Linked DNA regions of Mus musculus: region 1 is linked to region 2. Evidence: chromatin contacts called from public Hi-C data. All regions are on one chromosome and are shown on one strand. The core of a region is the stretch at or near the end of the contact, and the rest is flanking DNA. Distances in the headings are between cores, read along the strand shown.

Region 1 (4,227 bases), core at 689-3,188, 150 kb before region 2:
TGTGGTAGGCTAATGAAAGCATCTACACATACACACACACACACACACACAAACACATACACACATGTAAGCACATATACACACACACACACACACACACACACACACACACATATACTCACACACTCATATACACACATTGAATTGGAGTTCCATATATAATTCTTAAATCCTTAGAGTCTAAAATCACACTAAATCTCTAGATTTCGCCACCTGATATATCTCCTGATTTGTGTCCCAGATCTATAACCTATATGTCCCCATTTCCTCTGACCTCTGATGACCCTAGCTTTGCTCTCCACCTCTGTGCATTTTAATTTATTATTCTGGTTTTGCATAAGACAACCGTGCATGTCTTTCTCTCTATTACATTGGTTACTGAGCTGAATGAATGGGTTCTGGGGTAGTGGCTCCCTCTCTCCCTTTCAAAGCCAACTATGTAGAGGGCAATCCAAATGGCAGTCCTGTGGTTGACAGTGCTACATTGCTCACTTTGAAACCTGTAAGGTTATAACGTTGCAGTTCTGTGACCTTTTGGAAGCAGACATCAACCAATGTCTTTTCATTCCAGAAAGGCTACCAATGGCAGACCAAAGAAAGGACTCCACCTGGGTCAAGCTTGGACAGCCAATGAGCTGGTGCTGCCTACAGGAGCACATGTGGGGGTCACCTACAAGGGCATGGCTTACTTACAGGAGCATGTTGACCAAAATCAGGCACATCACTGATGATATCCACCTTCGAATGGATGAGAACGCATCAGAACTGCATCCCTGGAACTTCTTCACACCTCACAAACTGCTCTGCCTGCTGCAGTCGCCTCTTCAGGGAGAGGCCTTGCGTCTACAAAGTTCTAGAAGCTTCCTTAGCCTTATCAGCTGTCCTGTGAGCCTTCCTCTTCCCTCCAGTAGGGACGGTTTCAATTCATAAAAATGAATTTGAATAGCTACATACATACCTCAAATAGAATGATTGCTTGTGAAAAAATAAAGTCCACATGCATTTACTTGAGTTTTGTCCAGAATTGACCCTGCTGAATGGCTGCATTGGTAATTAAATCTTGTTGATTATCTCCCAGGATGAGTTTGTGTCTCTAAGTCAACCAGGAGCAATTACATGAACAAATCTGTATTTATCTAGACTGCTGTTCATGAGGGACAAATACCACATTCCAAGCCTTGGTGCCTCTGTGTTGGTGAAACTGGTAACAGCCTTGCAGTGAACAAGTTCGTAGTTTGACTACGCTTTTCTCAAATCCTAGCTCCAGTGTAGGGCTGTGCTCTTGGCTCCACCCAGTTTTCATAGGTGAAAGAGGTTACTGTTGCTTACTAAGATTTGCAGCTTATGAAAGCCCATGTATTCAAATGAAGAGTTTTTAGTTCAGTCAGACTCTGAAAACAAACATACTCTGGGGTGTGCAGTGTTCTGATGCTGCTAATTAAGACACACATAGATAAGAAAGGCAAATGTCCATTCATGTCACTTAACACACGGTTTCAGATCAGAGAGAATCCAAGCGTACATGTTCCTCTCTTTCTGCTTCTCTCTGTTTAAAGAGACTTGGAGGAGTCTCTTCTATAACATAAACCAAAGCTTTGCACTAGATTCGGGGATCTTTGGAAGTGTAATATTTAGATTCCTGCAGCGTGGCCTGGAATCTGGGTCACTGTCCCATATTCCTGCTGTCTCATGGATGAGCACTCTAAAGACCACTTGCTTCTGATGTCACCAGGGAAAACGGACAGCTCTTTTCTCTAATGTGCATCTTTAAAAAGGAGTAACAGAGGCCAAAGAAGAAAAACAGCAGCCAGTAGGAGGGGACACAGAGTCCAGGAGGTGAGTGCCAGGCAAAAGAGGGTCATGGGGTGTCTGCCAGTTGAGCTCACATGGGAGAACAGATTAAAATCATCAAACACAGAAGTGCCTGACCTCGGGGAAGCAAATGGAGTTCTGCCATCTCGATCCTGCTCCTAGACCTAGCACATGGCCTTCTTTGCTCTGTCACAGTGTCCAGACATGTTAAGATCACCTCAGTGCACAGAGATGGAGAAAAGCAATGTGAGAGTGGGGGAGGCAGCTGGCTGGTGGCCCCTCTGGGGAGCTGGAAGTGTTGAGGGGGCACTGATGCCTGTAAAGGCATTGAAGTCATCTATATCTCGTGCTTCTGGACTCTGGGTCTCCTAACTACACACACACTTTGCACTTGGTGGGTGTTTTCTCTGCTGGCCAGAGAGCTACTGAGCTGCATTTCGCATGTCTTTCAGACACGGCTGCCTTCTGGGGTGAGACGTGGAGAATGTCTTCCACGAAGCTCAGAGTTTGCCTGGTGCTTCAGTTAGGAAGCCAGAATAAAGAGTCTAGCCTGGGAACCCCTGAGAGCTCCATATCCAGCAGCAGCCTCCAGCCTTCTGCTGAGTCACACCTCAGGGAGCACACCCCTCAGTCAGGATGGCAACCTGGGAAACCAAGGAACGCAGCCCATCAGAAGATTTTCCCACTGTCGACACCACCTTGTAGCCTACCCAGCTCTGACTTTCCTGGGTGATCTGCCTTCTTAGAAGGAAGCCTGCCGCTGCCCTTGTAGGCTTTCCTGATCTATGAGCATGAAGACATTGCTTCTCAGACATGGTTTCACTGTTTGGCCTGGGCTGAGCTTATTGCTTATAGGAATCCTCCTGTCTCAGCTTTCTGAATTCTTAGATTATAGTTGTGCACTATTGCCCCACATAGGATCCAGGCTTTTTGTATCTAACATGAACTCCATCACTGCTATAAGGCCAGTCCGGACTGGCTTCTTCCCCCTGCTCAATTTGGATATTTGTTCTATCCATGCCCTGGAAGAGTTCTCAGGAAACATAGTCCTGATTCTCCCATGATGGACAGGAATCAAAGGTGAAAGAGGAACTCTCGGGTTAGAACTGAAGTCTTCCTCCCATATTGGAAACAAGCCTGCGGGGTTGGTCTGAACTCCAGCCTGGCTTAGCTCCCTGCCCTCTGCCACCAGTCTCAGCTCTACAGCCAGCCAGGCTCAGTCACGGAGTTCATTCTGTCTGGATGGGGATGCAGAGCCCTTGGCTCAGCTCCTCTCTAAAACCTCAGGGGAGACCTTTGACACAATTCCAGTGTGTCCAAGTTCAAGCCACTTCAGTTCAAACCCATGCGTGCTTTCTGGTTTATCTTCTAAGAGTTTAGAAACCCTGCAGCCATCACCACCCCACAACCCTGTGCGCATATGCACAGGCATTGTGCACAAGGGCCCAAGGTTCTGTCTGACATGGCCTAACCACTTCTTCCCCATCGTAAACCCCGCTGTTCTTTGAAAAGCCACTGTCTCCATCTTTAGCTCTTCCTTCACAACTTGCTTCCTTAGATTGCAGCCCCTTTCTTCCTCTGTTGCAAACGCTACATTTAGATTTACAGGAACTGTCCATAGTGGAACATCTTGTTCCATGTGAGCCCGATTGTGGATTGTGACATTGCTGTCTTCATCATGGCTCCCTGGAAACAGAAGGGTCCCTGCTGTCCCACACAGCTGGCCAGTGTCTGGCTGGCCGAGGGCCCTGCATGACAATCATTCTGTACACGCAGAACCCAAACCTTCATGTTTTCCAGGTGGTCAGAGGTGAGGAAGGCAGACATTCCTGTGTGAACAGTTGAGTCCGGGCTTGTTAGTAGCTATGAACTTGGTGGGATATTTACTGTAGAGTTTAGTCTCTTCTTGACTGATGAGAAACTCTGGTGAAGATTCGTGTGGAAGCTTTTTCCCTGTGCCTGGGGCCACATGCTGAGTCCTTGAGGAGAGTTCTCTGGGGGGAAGTCCATGCTCCTGGATGACTTCCCATTCTGGGACGTTTAGCCCCTCTATCTCAGGTCCTTCACAATAAGGAAACACTTCATTTCCAGCCTGCGCCAGAGAAAGCTGTTGCTGCAAGATTATGACAGGAAATAACAATTCTGACAGCCACAACCCCCCCAGACTCTAGTTTCCTCTCAGTGAACTTTGGCATTGCCTGGCCTAAACTGTGGCTGGTGACTGGAAGAGTGGCTTCCAAAGGCCAGATTCCTCAGACGGCTAGGGCTTTTCAGGACTTTCTTTATCAAAGTCACCCAACTTGAGGTCCCGACTCTACAGTCTCTCTCTTTTCCTGTGAGGTTGAATTCTTGGTGGATGCTAATCTTGTTAGTCATGCTCACAGCACCACAGATTCTAGGGTTCAAGTGGACAGT
Region 2 (3,730 bases), core at 524-3,023:
TCCCTCTGTCCCTCCCTCCCTCCTTCTCTCCCTCCCTCCTTCTCTCCCTCCCTCCTTCTCTCCCTCTCTCCTTCCCTCCTTCCCTCCCTCCCCCTTCTCTCCCTCCCTCCCTCCCTCCCTCTGTCCCTCCCTCCCCCTTCTCTCCCTCCCTCCTTCCCTCCTTCCCTCCCTCCATCCTTCCATTCTTCCCTCCTTCCTCTCCATCTCCTACCTCCCTTTCCTCCTTCATTCCCACCTCCCTTCTCTCCTTCCATTTTATATTATTTTCCCTTTCTCGTTTAGCGTTCTATCTGTGGCTGTTGCTCAACAGCAATTAACTATAAAAGAATTTTACTGATTAGTATACATGATTTTAAAAAAAAAAAAAAATTGGCAGGAACAAGGAAAATAGACTCCGGACAAAAAGGCTAAGATTTTTTCGTGTTGATCTTAACATGCTGTAGGATCCTGGGTCCCCACATCTCTGCATTATTAATGTCACATGGGTATTGAATGGCTGCTATTGTGACTTATATTTTAATAAGTCAGTGAAAGAAGAAGAGCAATTGCTTCACTACAGTGCCCATGGGTCAAAGGTGTAACAGCGCAGACCATTTGATAGAGCTGCGCAGAGCATGCTTGGTGGGGATGCAGGCTGAGAAGCTGTCCTCCCCTCTGCCCCTTCACAGGGGCGGAGCCAGGCTGGGTTTCTAATGCCAACCTCGCCACTGTGCCTGAATAAAGGGCACCCTAGGGTTTATACGTTCCCCACAGAAGAATATAGGTAACCCCCTTTTATTCCTAAGTAATAAGAGGCATAACAAAGAGGCCTCTTTGAACATTGTAGGATGACAATGCCATCGAGTGATAGTTTGTTTCCTGCTTGCCAGGAATTGTATCAGAGTTTCTTTACACATTCCACGGTCCATTCGAAGTACAGTTTCTTGCGACAGGGAAAATCATGACCTCACCAAAGAAAGCAGGCTGCTGCCCCTTTCCTGATAGGCCTTCCTAAAGGCCTGGGAAAAGGAGCTGTGGATTTTTGTGCCGAGCAATGAAAAACAGAATAAAAGTCCCATCACTCCATGTGCTTAGAAAGCGCCAAAGTTATTTGTCCTGAGGTGTCTGATCTGGAAAGACTGCCAGCCCCGGGGCGATTGAGTTCTTTGAAGGTTTCATTATGGTGAGTTGAATAACCCATAATATAAAGACGGAGCAGACAAGTTGGAAAACTTGCAGCATATAAACTTTTACTGAACTAAGTCCCTTCATTAAATTGAAGCAGCACCTTTGAACTGTGGGGCTCACGTCTGCGCAGTAATAAGCTTCATGTGGACTATGACGTTTCTATTAGATGTCTAACGGGTCTTGGAAAGGCCCCAGCACATCTAAGAGTCTGACCGAGGTTCTGTTTACAGCAGCCTAGCTGAGAGCTGCCCTGGACTGCCCAGCTCTCTTGAGCATTAACCCTGGTTCTGCCGCTCTGAGGAGGAGCCTCCGGTCCTTTGCAAACAGCTGGGGAGGGAGGGGGAGAGCGGAAGGGGGGTTCTGCCCAGCCTTGCAGGCACTATGCTTGCTCTCACAAATGACTAGGGAGATGGTGAGAGCAGCCTTTGCTCCTGGCTGTCACTCTCCCTGGCAAAGGCATAAGCTGAAGAGGACAAAGGACTCTGCCAAACCAGGAGCAGGCCCAGTGGCGGGAAGCAGGGAAGCACAGGCCACACTGGAGGGATGGTTTTGACAGCCTGTTCTTGCAACTCACAGTGCTCAAAAGGAAGCTTTTGGCAGAGGCTGGAGGGAGGTGCGCTTGGCACTGAGAGTCCCGGCAGAGCAGATGGGCTCTCCCCGTCTAGACAGAATGGTACTGTCCCAGACGGAAAGGTCTCCCAGGCCAGACAGTCCTGAAGCACCACCCTGCTGAGGGGCCTCACAGGCGGAGAAGGCAGAAAATAAGAGAACAGCGGTGTCCGTGCAGGCAGGGTAATTAGCAGGGTGAGCTAGGTCCACAGCCAGTGTGTGTGTGTGTGTGTGTGTGTGTGTGTGTGTGTGTGTGTGTGTGTGTATGCGTGCATGCGTGCATGCGTGTGTTCTTCTGTGTGTGCATGTGTATGAGTGTGTCTGTGTTCTTGTGCATGTGTATTCATGTGTGTATGTGTGTGTCTTGCACTTCTCTACACGTCACCCATGAGCTCAGTGTAACAGCCTTCCACTGGGGTTTTAAAGGCAATTACAGAAAGTCAACAATTCTGTAACAGGATTTGTTTCTCAAGCAAGTCAAAGAAATTCCCTTTCCACAATTTGTTTCAGATGTCAGGTTTCAAACGCAGAATCGCTAAACTCAGAATCTAAACAATGATGCTGTCAACAACCCAGTGGCCTTGGATCTTGCATTTAAAACAATGCGTGGGAATGAACGCTCATGGGAAGGGTGTGTATTTTCAAGTCGTGGACTTGGCAAACATGAAAACTGTAGAACAACATGGCTCCTCATTTTAAAGCACAAACCCTTCACAGCCTCCCTGAGTTGAGACTCTGGCTCTGTTGTTCCCTCCAGAGGAAGTGCTCCTTGTATGGTCCTCGTATCTATTGGCTCTTTCTGCATACATCTGCTTGCTTGAAGGTATTAGCATGAGTTTGTATGCATTTAATTTGTGTAGATCTTGGTTTGCAAAGAGCACAGGGGAAAGTAAGTTGGTCCCTTTTTTGGTGATGTACTACAAAGCTCAAGGCAGCACGGACCTGCCTTTGAACAATGAGTGTCACATGTTCACTTATACACAGCGAGAACAAATTTCAGTCTACCTGAATTTCAGTAATTGCTTCAGTTGGTGTCAGGGTCCTCTGTTAATAGACCAGGGCAATTAATTGTCTTTGTCTAAAGATGACACAAATTTGAGACACGTGGTCTGTGCTGTGTTCATGGAAGTTAACCAGAGACCTAAAGATATGTGCTACTTTGTATAAAACAGTGCATATTTTTAACACCAAACTTCCTCAGAGCCAGACCCTCAGTACAGGGAAACTGCTTCCTGTTTCATTCACTGTCATTTCAAGACACTTTTAAAAAAATATGCATAGGTCTTTCGAGAGATGGTGCATGGCCCTGTTCAGAATGTTGCCCTGGTTAAACAAGCTCTCCAGTGGGCAGGAAGCTGTGTGTAACAGCAGAGTCAGGAGGGTACCAGTGTGCTGCATCAGGCTTTGTGTTTTGCAAAGAATGCTCACTGGCCATTCAGGAAAAGCATTCGCCTCTCTCTCAGCAGTCTTTACGTCCATAAGGAAGACATCCCAGGGAAATGAGGTGACATGACTGTGTATGGAAAAAGTGGTCCCTGCCCTCAGTCACCATTCTGTCTTGGTCCTCACAGGGTCAAGTTGAGCAAAGGACAGAGGCTTTGACCCCTGGTATTGAACACAAGCTGTGCATGGCTGCCAAGAATGGCCAAGGGTCTATTTCAGTCTGTGTTTTGTCAGCTTCAGCACTTAATGCTATGCCTGATACATAATCTAAGGTCACTGTTGAAAATAAAATCTAGGTAGGTCTCTAGAAATGGGAGAGACATGGCGAACAGATAACAAACACAGTGTCAGTCTCCGCACAATAGGCTCTTAGCAAAAACTGTAAGACACATCTGTTGCTCAGAAATTATCCCTCCAGATAAGGGTTTGGAATGGATAAACATCACTGTTAATAGAGCTAAGAAGTTGCTGCCTTTGAGCTTGGACCTATAAAAATTTAAAGTTACATCAG

What was found. Hi-C and Micro-C count contacts between places; a contact is called where the count stands out from the background.
Region 1: a contact with region 2 is called in a Hi-C map of the N1E-115 cell line, with 2.5 times the contacts expected there. The contact joins two enhancer-like sites. A contact is called at or near these places in 3 of 484 Hi-C or Micro-C datasets (the N1E-115 cell line, embryonic stem cells and nephron progenitors).

Annotation. Positions count from the first base shown.
Region 1 is chr8:10,910,367-10,914,593 of GRCm38.p6, reverse strand. No RefSeq gene overlaps it. Among named protein-coding and RNA genes, the nearest start is that of Gm32594, 8.6 kb to the left of the region's middle. Within about 2 kb of position 1,938, at least 23 of the 459 cell types and tissues checked have an H3K27ac peak or open chromatin away from gene starts, as enhancers often do. A contact at or near this core is called in the N1E-115 cell line, where this site is marked.
Region 2 is chr8:10,759,049-10,762,778 of GRCm38.p6, reverse strand. The region is part of intron 2 of Gm39129 (a long non-coding RNA gene); the gene reads right to left. Among named protein-coding and RNA genes, the nearest start is that of Gm32429, 14 kb to the right of the region's middle. Within about 2 kb of position 1,773, at least 126 of the 459 cell types and tissues checked have an H3K27ac peak or open chromatin away from gene starts, as enhancers often do. A contact at or near this core is called in the N1E-115 cell line, where this site is marked.